Regions from separate parts of the Sus scrofa genome. Here all the other regions are linked to region 1. Evidence: chromatin contacts called from public Hi-C and promoter capture Hi-C data. All regions are on one chromosome and are shown on one strand. The core of a region is the stretch at or near the end of the contact, and the rest is flanking DNA. Distances in the headings are between cores, read along the strand shown.

Evidence for each region. Promoter capture Hi-C pulls out the DNA fragments that hold promoters and counts their contacts. A called contact is a pair of places that touch in the nucleus more often than the background predicts.
Region 2: a contact with region 1 is called in a Hi-C map of skeletal muscle, with 6 times the contacts expected there. The contact joins the promoter of PRDM4 here to the promoter of TIMP3 in region 1. A contact is called at or near these places in 3 of 47 Hi-C or Micro-C datasets (embryonic fibroblasts, heart right ventricle and skeletal muscle).
Region 3: a promoter capture Hi-C map of fetal liver shows a contact between it and region 1, with 3 times the contacts expected there. The contact joins the promoter of RTCB here to the promoter of TIMP3 in region 1. A contact is called at or near these places in 1 of 5 promoter capture datasets (fetal liver), 8 of 47 Hi-C or Micro-C datasets (embryonic fibroblasts, fetal heart ventricle, fetal liver and 5 more) and 1 of 2 datasets of contacts at active chromatin or transcription factors (skeletal muscle).
Region 4: a Hi-C map of liver shows a contact between it and region 1, with 5 times the contacts expected there. The contact joins the promoter of BPIFC here to the promoter of TIMP3 in region 1. A contact is called at or near these places in 1 of 5 promoter capture datasets (liver), 6 of 47 Hi-C or Micro-C datasets (embryonic fibroblasts, fibroblasts, heart right ventricle and 2 more) and 1 of 2 datasets of contacts at active chromatin or transcription factors (skeletal muscle).

The regions. Positions count from the first base shown.
Region 1 is chr5:12,241,123-12,244,300 of Sscrofa11.1, forward strand. TIMP3 (metalloproteinase inhibitor 3) reads right to left here and starts at 1,477. Exons shown (of 5, transcript XM_003126073.6): 1 at 1,039-1,477. The coding sequence starts at 1,159. All of the region lies in intron 6 of SYN3 (synapsin-3), which reads left to right.
Region 2 is chr5:12,636,844-12,640,021 of Sscrofa11.1, forward strand. PRDM4 (PR domain zinc finger protein 4) reads left to right here and starts at 1,547. Exons shown (of 12, transcript XM_005655523.3): 1 at 1,547-1,665; 2 at 2,019-2,285. The coding sequence starts at 2,275.
Region 3 is chr5:12,578,700-12,581,877 of Sscrofa11.1, forward strand. RTCB (RNA 2',3'-cyclic phosphate and 5'-OH ligase) reads left to right here and starts at 1,594. Exons shown (of 12, transcript NM_001122986.2): 1 at 1,594-1,763. The coding sequence starts at 1,671. It overlaps BPIFC (BPI fold-containing family C protein), which reads left to right. Exons shown (of 18, transcript XM_005655521.3): 18 at 1-259.
Region 4 is chr5:12,525,240-12,528,417 of Sscrofa11.1, forward strand. BPIFC (BPI fold-containing family C protein) reads left to right here and starts at 1,689. Exons shown (of 18, transcript XM_005655521.3): 1 at 1,689-1,818. FBXO7 (F-box protein 7) reads right to left here and starts at 694. Exons shown (of 9, transcript NM_001171751.1): 1 at 567-694. The coding sequence starts at 688.

The sequences.
Region 1 (3,178 bases), core at 227-2,726:
ACTTGTATGCTTTATGAACTGGAAAGGAGAGGAGAGATGTTTTCCAGCTGCTACTCCATCTCTGACCATCCAAACACAAGTGTCCTGAAAACTCCCAAACAAGTTCTCCCAGGACACTCTCAAGGCCCTTGATAAAAACTGGTTCTACTTCTTACCGAGTCTCTAATCAAGATGCTAAGTCTGATTTGAAAGAGTCACCATGATGTGACCCCTGGCATCTTTGTTCTCTTGGTGACAAATCCGTTTTCCATTGCTGTGTCCCCCTCCCCACACACATTCAAGGAAAAAAAAAATAACCTTCCTGTGAATTCTCACAGCTATATGATAAGTGATCCCTCACACACGCCACCTTCTGCTTGCTATCAACACTCTCAAACACAGTTTCTCTGGGGAGGGTCAACCCCAAGGCTTTCTTCTCATTTTTCTCCTTAAATCTACCCAAACTGGTCAGGCCAAGAAGCTCAGTTAGCACTTGCCTAGGGAGTGTGAGGCTCGGTTGGGTCTCATTGAAAAGAATTAAATTCATGGGTGCAGGAGATGAGGCAAACTCAGAAAACTTCAAGTTTCTCCTGCAACTTTCCCTGTACAAGTCTGGCGACTTTTCTTTTTTCTTTTTTCTTTTTCTTTTCTTTTTTTTTCTTTTTTTTTTTTTTTCTTTTTTTAAAGATTCACCGTCGCAGCGTTTTAGTTGGCATTCCAAGTTTTAGAAACACTCTCCCCACCTTGCTCCCCCAGCCCATCCTCCCAAGAGAAAAAGGAAATTTTCCAGATGTCAAAAGGACTATTAGGGACCTCACGCCCTAAAAGAGCATAGTTACAAGGGGTTCACTCTGGTCCAGTGGATTTCTCTGCAGGGCATCTCCCCCCTCGGTCAAGCCAGAGCCCCCGCCGCAGGAACCTGAGTATCTCCAACCCGCCCGAGCCTAGGCAGAGAAAAGGAGAGGGGTTCGCCATGCCACCCAGAGCAACACCCAAGTCTGGCTGCAGCGCGCGAGCGAGAACCGCGGGGGCTCCTGCGGGGACACCCGGAGCGCTTACCGATGTCAGAGTTGCAGAAGGCGTCCTGGGGGTGACTGGGCGAGCATGTGCACGCCTCGGCGCCCCAGTCCCCCAGACTCCAGCTGCCCAGGAGCACGACAAGCCCGAGCCAGGGAGTCATTGCCGCTGCCGCTGCCGGGCTGCTTTCGCCTCTCCAAAGTTGCGGTACACGCCGCTGGCGGGGTCGCTGCAGCCTGAGCTCGCCCGCCCGGCCGTGTGGAGCAACTTTGGCTTCGGGTACGCCGCCCTCCGAGTGCCCAGCGGGACGGGCTGGGGTGAGGCGAGGTTGCCTCGGCGCTGGCACACGATTCGGCGAGTGGGCAGTCACTCTGGGCGAAGAAGCGGGAGCTGTAGCAAGAGCTGGAGAAGCCCGAGGAGCAGGAGGAGAAGAAGCTGTCCCAGCGCCCGCCTGCTGCCCGCTCTGCGCCGCAGCCCGGCGGCCGGGTGATATAGAGCGCGTCCCCCCGGCACGCCCCTCTCCGGAGCGCGGGGCCCGCCCCCTCCGACCAATGGCAGAGGCGCATTACCTCATCGGCCCTCCAAAAAGGGGGCGGGGCTGGGGGCTCGGGGCGACGGGGCGGGGCCGCCCCCGGACAGTTCAGATCCTTATAGGGAATAATGCTGCTATGGGCACGCGAGTGGGTGGGCTGGACGTGCCTCTGATACGCGCTTGCAGAGAGGCCGTCAGAGCGGCGCCCCCGTCCGCTTCTTGCCTGCACCCTCGCCTCTTGCCCACCCTGCCCTCTGGGAGCCTCTGACCCAAACCAGAATCAACTGCCATCCACTCCAGCACCAACCCCTCTGGCAGGTTAGAGGTGGCCCTGGCCCTGGAGATTTTGTGGCTGGTGGAAAGGATAGCTGATGGCTCTCTACCTTCTCTGGAGAGTGCAGACTCTGGGGAAAGAACTAGGTTGATGACCTATCACCACACACCCCCGCTACACCCCTTACCTCCATCCCTGACTTTCCTGCATGGAAGGGAGCCATCTGCTTTTTGGAGCTAACAGTAATAAAAGATTGTTTCCTGGGTTCAGACAGAGTAAATTGTGAAGTCATTCAACAAACATTGTTCTGGATGCTGGCATGAGCAAAAGAAACTACTCCTATGGAACTGCAGGCTATATACATCAGTAAATACATAGGGTGATTTTCTAAGGTGCCATGAAGAAAATAAAACAGAATAATGAGCTAGAAAGGACTAGGAAGGGCGCTGCTGTCTATGGGATAATAAGAAGAAGTCTGGCTGAGGAGGTGACATCCTGGCTGAGATGAGAATGAAAGCCTCAGCCATGTGGCAGTCTTGGTGGAGAGAACATCAAGTGCAAAAGCCCTGAGCTTATTTAAAAAAAAAAAAAAAAAAAAAAAAAAAAAAAAAAAACAGTTAAATAGAAAGGGCAGGAGAAAGGAGTAACCCCATCTAGGGCAGACAGGTTTCCATCCTTTAGCAAAGAATTTGGGGTGAACTGACCCCAAACTGGGATAAAAGTAGATCATGGAGAACTATTAGCTGTAATGGATAACTGCTAATAACTAATACTATGACCGTTTTTATTATTCGGTAACACATTGATCCCGCCTTATATTTTTCACACCTCACCTCATTACATCTCACAATAATCCTTTTAGATAGGAAAAGCACAAAGTATTATTCACACTTTCCAGATGAGGAAACTGGCACAGTAAAGTGACGTGACTTGGCAACCATCCAGGAACTCGATTCACCGCTGCCACCTTAAGAGGGGCATTTATTTTCTTGGACCTTAGCAGCAGTTAGCTCTAACTACCCAAATGCCCCTTTGCATCTGGAGTTTTCTTTCTACTCTGTCTCTCTCCCTTTCTCTCCCAACTCATCCCTTTTGGAAAGAGGCTTAAATGATTTGGTTATAGAAATGCTCAAAGTTTGGAACAAAATGAGGACTGGGACTATTGCTCAGAAATGCAAGTTCAACCTTTACACCTCAGAGAAGAGACGTTGGAATGGCAGAAGCAGAAAATTTCACTGGAAATGGTATTTCCAAGAACATTTTTAAATTCCTTTTTTTCCCTTAAAATTTTTTAACTATAAGGAAGGGAATCTAGTTTCCACATTTTTCTGTCTTCTCTCCTTCCCAACTTTTAAGACCCTCCCCACCTTAATTCT
Region 2 (3,178 bases), core at 297-2,796, 400 kb after region 1:
CCGAAACCTCATTGTTCCTAGTCAGATTTGTTTCCACTGTGCCACGACAGGAACTCCCCAAAAGTTTAAATTTTGATGAAGTTCAATTTATCAAAATTTAGAGGTTCCTGATTTTTGGATACTTTTTATTTACTTTTTGCGTTTTAGGGCCGCACATGTGTCATATGGAAGTTCCCAGGCTAGGGGTCGAATTGGAACTGCAGCTTCTGGCCTAAACCACAGCCACAGCCATGCCACTTCCAGACTACGTCTGGGACCTATACCACAGCTCATGGCAATGCCAGATACTTACCAGTGATGCCAGGGGTCAAACCCAAATCCTCATGGATACTAGTCGGGTTTGTTACTGCTGAGCCACAAGGGGAACTCCTGGAGGTCCCTGATTTTTGTGTCCTATCAAGGTTACAAAGATTTTCTCATATGTTTTCTTCTGTAAGCATTATAGTTTTAGCTCTTAAATTTATCTGACCTGATTTTACACTTCCAAAATTAAATAAAATTGTTTAAAAAGAATAGGCATGGAAAACCAGGGAGAACTAATTTAGCCTTTATAAGACACATCATCATTCCCTAGGCCCCTGGATGGATGTGGCATTTTAGGGGATATTGTCTCTCACTTCCTTGTGGTATGATGACTTTCTTGATTTAGGTATTGTTGCCAAATAAGGGAGGAAAACTATTGTGACGTGCCAATGTTCAGTGATTAGCTCCCTCAATTTGGAATATTCTTTCTCCGTATGAGAGGTAAAGGAAGGGAAAGATTATACGAGTTGACACCACTTCAGGCTCTCATCCAAAACACTGTATGTGCATCTGTCTTTCACAAGATCTAATTCTCAAAACTCACCAGTCTCCACTACTCGGCAAGCTGTCGAAAGTCAAGACCTGTTATTTTGCATCCCTTTGTTTGAGATGTAATTCACTAAATGTCTTCGGAATGAGAGAATTCCTGGGTCTCTACAGTTCTGCTGGTGAATGGCAGCGTAGTGTGGTGGTGTTTCCATGTTCAATTGCCGTGAACTTGGGAACATTTTCCTTTAAAGTCATCTCAGTATCCCAAGGGCTTGACACAGTGCCTGGCATGCAGTAGGGGACGAAGAGCAAAAAAAGGAAGAAGGAAATGTACACAAAATCCCAAACCCTGCACTCTATGACTTCAAGCAGGGAAGCTGAGTAACCTATAGGTGTAACCTGTGTTGACAAATACTCGGGATAAAATCCCAATTCCTCCTGGGCAACAACAGCCAACATCTCTGGGTTAAGGCCCTTGTTTCAAACCTTGCGGGCATGTGTGGACTTACGCTTTCCTAACAGGAGAATGACACGAGGACTGAAACCTGAAGTCTGGGGGATTTATGGGACTCAGAACCCACTCCCTCCTTACACGTCAGCCCTGGTTGCTTAGCAACAGGGTCGATAGCTCGGCGCTCGACTCGACCCGGGCCGACTGAGACGCGGCGCTCCCGGCCGATCCTCAGGCGGCCCGGCCCCCTCCGGCCCAGGTCCCCGCGGTGCGCACGCGCGGCAGGAGACGGTGGGGTGGGCTGGGGAGGGGCGAGCCGGCGGTGGGCGCTGCTTGCGGTTCCCGGCGGGGAGGGGCGCACGCACGAGGGAGGAGCGGCGGGCGCGGAGAGTGGCTGAGGAGTCGGAAACGCGCCTTGGAGGGTGCGGCCCCGAGGAGACCGCGGGTTGGGCCGGGCGGGAAACGTTAGGCGAGCGGCCCTCGGGGCGCGGGGTCGTGCGGGAGGGGAGGGCCCCGCGGCGAGCTCTGCCTGGATGAGGAACAAAGCGGTGGGGCAGGCGCGTGCGCCCCCCGCGCGGCCGGCAGGTGGGCTGCGCGCGGGCCTGGCCGGGGCGGGGCGGGGCGAGGGCGGCCTGCGGGCCCCTTGCCGGCGGCCGGGCGAGCGACTTGGCCGCCCTTGGGAAGCGGTGTCCGCAGGCCCGGGCTCTCCGGCGGCAAGGGGACGTGGGCTGCATCCTTCCCGTGCTTTGGTGACCGCCCTTGTCCTCCCTCTTAGGTTGCGCAGTCCCCCTCCCGAAGCTTCTGGAGGAAAGGCCCCGGGTGTCCCCCGGCATGCCCCATCTCGCGGCGGGGTGCGCGGCCGCGGGCCCTCGGGAGAAGTTGGGCGGCCCCGGGCGGCCTCGGGGGCGAGGGGCCGCGTTTGTGCAGCGGTTGTAAGCAAGATGCGGTAGCACGTGACCCTGGAACGCAAACCCTGATGCCGGTTCCCCGCCACCTGTGTGCGCCTTTCTTTGACATTTGGCCCCCAGCAGATGCATCACAGGTGAGTAGCTTGGTGGGCTCAGCGCTGGTGACATCTTTGGAAAACATCTAGAAGATGAGACTTGAGAGTGTCTTTGTTTTTGGTGCCATTGGGCAGGTTACAGGTGCGATTTGCAAATGGATTTGTGTCCCAAAGGGAACAAAAAAAATCCAGAAAGTAGTGCTGAGTTGAGTTTACTCTCATTAAACTTGATTTTCTCCAAGTGTGAGTAGTCGTTCCAAATAGCTATACGTCGATTGTTGGCTGTTTAACATTTTATCTTTGCCTTTGAGTTATATGCGCATTTAATAAAATTTTGATCTAGATTTCGAAGTGTATTCTTAGCTCATCACCATGCTTCACCTTGAATTTTGTTGGTCCCCATCTGGCTTGGCTGGTAATGTAGAGAAATAAAGTTTTTAATTCTGCAGGCTTCGTGTTAATGTTGAAAGTAGTTTGTGGTACCAGGCCAGTACAGTGCAGAAGTGTACCAAAGACATATAGCTACATTTGGCTGTTCTTTTTAGGGCCCCTTTCCTAGGTTGTATGTTGAGGACAAGGAAGATTAAGAAAAAAATTCTTTCCAGTTACTGAAACTGTCCATTGCATTTGCAAAATGGCTGCATTTCAGTTAGCTTTTTATATGTCATTATAAGAAGTTATAAGATCAACAGATGGTTCATGCATAGGTCACATAAACTAGAAATGATGAAGGGATTGATTCTGCAGCGAAAGCATAGGGGAAAAGAGTGAGCTTAGGATCTTGATTTCTGGCTCTTCTCCCAAGATTGCTTCCTAGAATCCCACATGAGAGAAGTAGCTAGAATAGAATTGCCCTTTGGAATGAGCGAGCCTTGTGAGGCTCATACTGTAAATTCCTTCATCTGCTTTCTCTCTGTGGGATACTAGTTACC
Region 3 (3,178 bases), core at 344-2,843, 340 kb after region 1:
TGAATGTGTGTTCATGTTTGCGTGCATGTTGTGTGTTCCTCTTTCTATAAGATTCTGAGGCCAAGAGTGAAGCATGTACTTGTAAGGAGGCTCGTGAGAAACTCTCAAATACAGATTTGCATCTTTTGTTATCAGAGGAGGTCCCTCCAACCCCTTCAGCTCTCTAAGGCTCCCCCTTCCCTACATGTTGGATTTTATGTTTTATATTTACTGTTACTGTCCCCTGTATTTAATTAAAATCGTTTTCTAACAATGTCAACTTCGTCTTTTTATTTGCAAAACTTTCTGCCTGGGATTTTTTTTATAAAATAAGATAGGGAAGGAGGAAGATAATTTAGTGTCCTAAACGTTGACATAAGCTGAGTTTGTATAGATTTCAGGGCTTAATTTAAAAACATAGTACGGTGTCTCTTAAATGCTTCCCGTGAGAATCAGAGTGATCACAGGAAACTCTGGAAGTTCTGTCACTTCTTTAAGTTTTAGGTTGTTTTCCATCCCAAACTAAGTGAAATGGCAGTGCAGAGGACTAAATCTAGATAAGTCAGGTTTGATTAATGTTATTAGAGCACCCAATCAATGGGGCGAAATTGGGGCAGAAGAGGTAGAAAGGGGAACCAGTATGGGTAACCTAAGAAATGAATAGAAACCACAAACTTTGCTTTTGTGATGCTGACAATCCCGTGGGTTAATGGAAGAGAGCTGTTTCCTGGAGGGTTTACCAAGCCCTATGCCCATTACTTCCAGGGTGTCATTTCATTTAATCCCACATCCACTCTGTGAAGACCTATGATCTCATTTAACAGATAAGAAAACAAAAGTTAAAAGAGAGGAATCACACAAAGCCAGTAAACAGCAGAGGTAAAAAATTCAATCCAAGCCTTTCTGATTCCAAAGTCGCTGTTCTTTAATATGAGGTAGGATTAGAAATTGAAAGCACTTAAATCTCAGTGATTACTGGGAAGACGAGACACTGCGTATAAAAGCACGATCCCAGAGCAATTAGTCATCAAGGAAGGCTAAACTGGGAAGTCTACAGGGACTGCCATTTACCCCTCTTTGTTGGCACATCTGGCCCTAATAGATGCCCCCGTCCGTGTGGTTGGAATAAATGATAACTGTCACGTTTCATTCTTCGGAGTGCGCTTTTCTGACAGAAACGTTATTCGATGTGCTCGCAAATTCATTCTGAAACGTTACAAATATTCCATCGTGACGTTTACTTAAACATGTTTCTCTATCTCAGCTGCAGCATCTCTTTTCCCCTCACGGCTAGGGTATAAATGCCAAGCAGATGGATTCATTAAACAGTTGGACCTGATCCAGATTCAGTGTGTTTTCCAGGGCTGCAAAGCACTTCCAAAACGAAGGATAACTAGATCATACTAAAAACGACTGGATTTTGCTTAGCTTTCGATTAGAAGAGAATGACAAGTCAACATCCAAAAAGGTAAACGCTAGAGGACAGTCTAACGAAACGACCCAAAATAAAAAAAGAAAGAAAAGCGATTAGGCGACGAGATTTGAGCCTCGGCAGCTGCCGTCGCCCATCCTGCGGCGGAGCCGCCGCGCCTGCGCGTTGAGTACCGGAAGGCGGTGTTTCGTTCCGCCGGACAACGCGGCAGCCGCTCTTCAAAGCGAAGCCGGGAGTTTTTGTTGCGGTTGTCGCCACCATGAGTCGCAGTTATAACGATGAGCTGCAGTTCTTGGAAAAGATCAATAAAAACTGCTGGAGAATCAAGAAGGGCTTCGTGCCCAACATGCAGGTGAGGCGGGGGAACAGGACTCAGTGCCGGGGCCTCCCTGACTCGGCACCCGCGGCGCCTCCCTGCCGGCCTGACCAGGCCTCCTGCGACCCCCTTCGAACCTCTCACGCCGGGGTGCCCCCGCCCCGCCCCCAGCAGAGTTCCTCCCATCCCCCGACTTTCACCCCACCTCACCCTGCAGCCTCCGGTCACCACCGCCCGGCTGGAGAGGTCCCCAGTCGAGAGGACCAGCTAAGCGGAGTAGTCTAGGGAATCCGAGTAAATAAGAAATTGGGCTTTGCAGAGTGTTTTCGCATAGAAGCCTCATAAACGCTCCCTAAGATGCATTCCACTCCTGAGCCTTAGAGACTTTAGTGGTCTTTTACTAGGAGGCCAGTCTCCAGGGTGGAGTTGCTGGAACTGATCTCTAGCTCCCCTGAGTCATGCAGATCTTTTATTTAGCGTTTACAGACCTTTGTTCGCTGAACCATATTTTTAGCATTCACTGCTCTGTGTTGGTGTTTTTGTTTTTTGTAATTGACATATTGGTTTTTAATATAACGATTTTGCTTCTCACAACAGCCTAGAGAGTTCACTGGGCAGGGTTGTTTGTTTGTAATATGCACTTCACAGAAGGGCCTCGATCAGTTGGTTACACAGCCTGCTTTATTCATGTAGCGAAGCTCTGCTAAGACTTTTTATTTTTTATTTTTTGTCTTTTGAGGGCCGCATCTGCGGCATATGGAGGTTCCCAGGCTAGGGGTCAAATCGCAGCTGCAGCAGCTGGCCTAGCCATAGCCACAGCAACACGGGGATCCAAAGAACCGAGCCACATCTGCAACCTACACCACAAAGTTCATTGTCAACGCTGGATCCTTAACTCACTGAGCGAGGCCAGGGATCGAACCCAAATCCTCATGGGCACTAGTCAGGTTCATAACCCGCTGAGCCACAACGGGAACTCCAAGATCTGCTAAGACTTGATGTCCACTTCACTTCTTTTTCCTCTGACAGGATGATACATTCCCCAGTGCAGACTTGGGAGCCCAATACCAGAGAATTTGAAAGCCTAGGCTCTCTTTCTCTTGGACTTCCTTGCCAGTTTGTGCTGATTATTTTCCGTTAAAGTGAGGAAAGAAGACATTTGTGAGGTTTTGGTGCATATGTTGTTAGATAGCTTTGAAATCCCTTAAGGTATTCTGCAAGGCTATTAAAGATTTGTGATCCTGCATCTTGGTAAAAGTTCCTAATAGCCACTCCACCCTTTTACTCAGTATTAAAACTTACTGCATGTCACCCTATGTGCAAAGCACTTAGCTAAGGGAAGGAAAAGGTCCATACTCGTAAAGCTCCCTTTCGCTCTGTTTTTCATTTGGCCAGTTTCTGTTTATGGAATTTGGTTTTTGAATAAAAAGTAGGAAATCAAAAGCATATGA
Region 4 (3,178 bases), core at 439-2,938, 280 kb after region 1:
CTTTGTAAAACTTCGCAAAGAGAAGTCAAAGTGCTCACTGCGGGGCCGGGTACACACACACTTAACCGAGTCTTAAAGCTACTGCAGCCTCACCGCAGCGGTAAAAGTCACAGGTGGCCTCGGACAGAGGGAAGGTTTCTTGCTTGTTCTAGTACTTTCCAAACTTTTAAACTGAAATATTCCGACAGCTGGAAATGTGAACTTAAATCGCTGGAAAGGTTTAACCCAAGCCAAATCCATAATTTCCAACTATTTCAAAGGGCGTGAGAATGTGTCGTCCTAGCCTATCCCTGTGTACGTTTGCTGCAAAAACAGAAGCGAAGGCTCACCCTGGAGGGGATCGGGGCCCCCGGGACGCCGAGCCATGACCTCCGGAGCTGGGACCCCGCGAGCTGCAGCCCGAGCGCCGGATGGTCCTCCGGTCGGCGCGCGTCACAGTCGCAGGGTCGCGGGCCCGGCAACATCCCGTTCCCCGCCCGGCCTCACGTGACGGCCCGGGGCGTACCCGCACCGCCCCGCGCTCCTCCCCGACCTGCCGCGCACCCCCGCCTCTCCGCGGCGCGTACCTGTACCCACAGGTGGGCAGCAGGGCCTGACTCAGGTGCGCGCGCAGCTGCCCCAGGGTCGGCTCCGCTTCTGGCATCTCCAGCGGCCAGGTCCGCTTCTGAAGCCGGACCCGCAGCTTCATGGCGGCGCCAGGAGGACTCAGGGGCCAGACCCCGAGGCGGCGACGACGATGACTACGGCGGGGCCGGGCAGCTCCCGCCTCAAGTGGCGGCGGCCCTAGAGTGGCGACCACCGGCGCTATGGGGCTGCTGAGGTTTAACGGAGAGAAGGCCCTGCCGCGACGGACGTCCTGCCGGCCTGTGTTGGGAACATGAGCGCTCCGCCCCCCAAGGGCGCCCCCTGGAGCCCACCCTGCTAGGGGCAGCTGGAGGCCTACGCGCAGCCAAGCCACTCTGGGACTCGCGATCGATGACTCGGCGCGCAACGGCGCCCCCTGAGAGGCGAAGAGCGCACTGCGCAGGCGCCGAGGCTGCCACCGGGCTCGAGTATCGCGGCTTTTGCGCTGGTGGCTGGAGCGCCACTTTTCAGTCGGACCTGGAGAAAGTTAACGCAGAGGGGGATGTTACAGGCGCGACTACTAGCCACTCTGCAAGGCCCAGGTGTGCCTGGTTCTTACCCCAGTTCCTCCATGGCGCCTGACTCTGGCACCTTCTACTCAGAAACCTTAGCCTGAGCCCAGGCTGTAGTAGTTTCCCCCGATACAGCAAAATTGAAACAGTTCGTAGTCAGAGATCGGTGTCAGAGTATATTGGTAATCTGGCGGTGCATAACAGTCAACCAAAGCTTACCACCTTAAGACAACAAACGCTTATTGTCACACGGGATCTATAGGTCAAGGCATTTGGGTACGGGTGGCCGTATGGTTCTGAATCTCTCAGGAGATTGCAGTCAAGATACATGTCAAGGCTGCAGTTATCTCAAGTCTCGACTCGGACTGGAGCATCTCAATCACATGATTGTTGGCAGGAGGCCTCAGTTTTTCACTGCATGCACCTCCCTGTGGGACCATCTGAGTGTCCCAATGGCTTAGCCTCTGGCTTCCCAGAGGGACCAAGGTAAATGCCACGATGTCTTTTAGGATCTAGTCTCAGAAATCACATACCATTACTTCAGTCATATTCTGTTGATCACAAACCAAGCCTTCGCTGTGGAAGAATCAGCCCAAAGACATGAGTACCAGTAAACAAGGATAATTAAGGGCCATCTGGGAATGTGGCTACCACAGAGGATCTGGCAATAATGATGGTGAAGGTAAGTTAGATAAGGAAGAGAGTTATCAGGTTTTATCCTTGTATGATAGCCATTTTCCAAATCGTTATAAGAGTTGAATAAAGTTTCTCCCAATAGGTGGCAGTGCTTGTCCACATTCTGACCTTCATTGAATAAATATGTATTGATCACCTGCTTTGTGCCAGATATTATCCTAGGTGCTGAGAAGACATGTTCCTACCCGGGCAGAGCTTACGGGTACCTGAATCAACTCTTGCAGTAGAGCCTAAAAAGTGTCTTGTTTATGCTAAAGATAAGAATAGTCCTGGGGATTGGGATACGTAGAGAAGAGATGCAGTCCAGTTGGGTTCTTTAGTGGTAGGCAATATGGGCTTGAGGAAGAGTAACAGGATCAGGGTGGCTCCATGTGACCAGAGTTGGCACAGTGGCTCAACGTGGACAGAGTGGGTATATCCCAGATAAAGAAGAGCCTTGAGGTAAGCAGAGGATTTGGGACACATTCTAGAATCTATGGGAAGCCATTGGAGACATTTAAGCAGGGTTCTTAGTTCTGAGCAATAGAGGCTGACTCTGACTAAGTAGAAAGAGAGCATATTGAAAGGATACTGGATAGCTGGGGGATTCTGGGGAGGACTGGAGAAGTGACTCCAGGTTAAGCTTCCAGGAATGATGCTCAGAACCAAGCTGAAGAACTGGCCTGATGAGGAAACTATCCTGACTGGGACTGTTGCTGCTGTCCCACCTCACACTGGAGGGAACTGCTGTCATTGCTCCAAGAACCACTGGGGAATGGCTGTCATCTTCAAATGCCACATGTTTTTGCACCATCAAAATGCCAAGCTTCCAGAAGAGCCCCTTTCCTCACCTTGCTCCCTTGCTCACCTCTTAGTCAGAGGCTCATAGGGATGCATCTGGTTGAGTGAAACTGAGTCCTGGCTGCAAAGCAGCCCGGAATTTAGGATCTGAACTCCTTTCTTGGGGAGGCGAGACTTATATGAGCTTCCCCAGATCTAGGAAGGCTGTTCAAAAGATGATGGGAGGCTGAGGCTGTGGGTCTGACAAGTGTATACCACAATGGACGGGGGTCAGATCTGAAATGTGAAATCTATCACTGGTAGAATATGGGAGAAGTATTAGGTCAGGGCTTCTCAGCCTCAGAACTTTGACATTTGGGCCTCAAGTCCTTGTTGTGGAGAAGTATCCTGTACCTTGTAGAATATTTAGCAGCATCCCTGATTTCTCTGCACAAAATGCCAGTAGAACCCCCTCCCACACTTGTGAGAATGAGATGGTCTCTAAACTTTTAACAAATGTCCCCTAGGAGGAAAATTCTCTTGACAACCACTGGACTAGAGACCAGCCCAGTTAGGAGGCCCTTTGG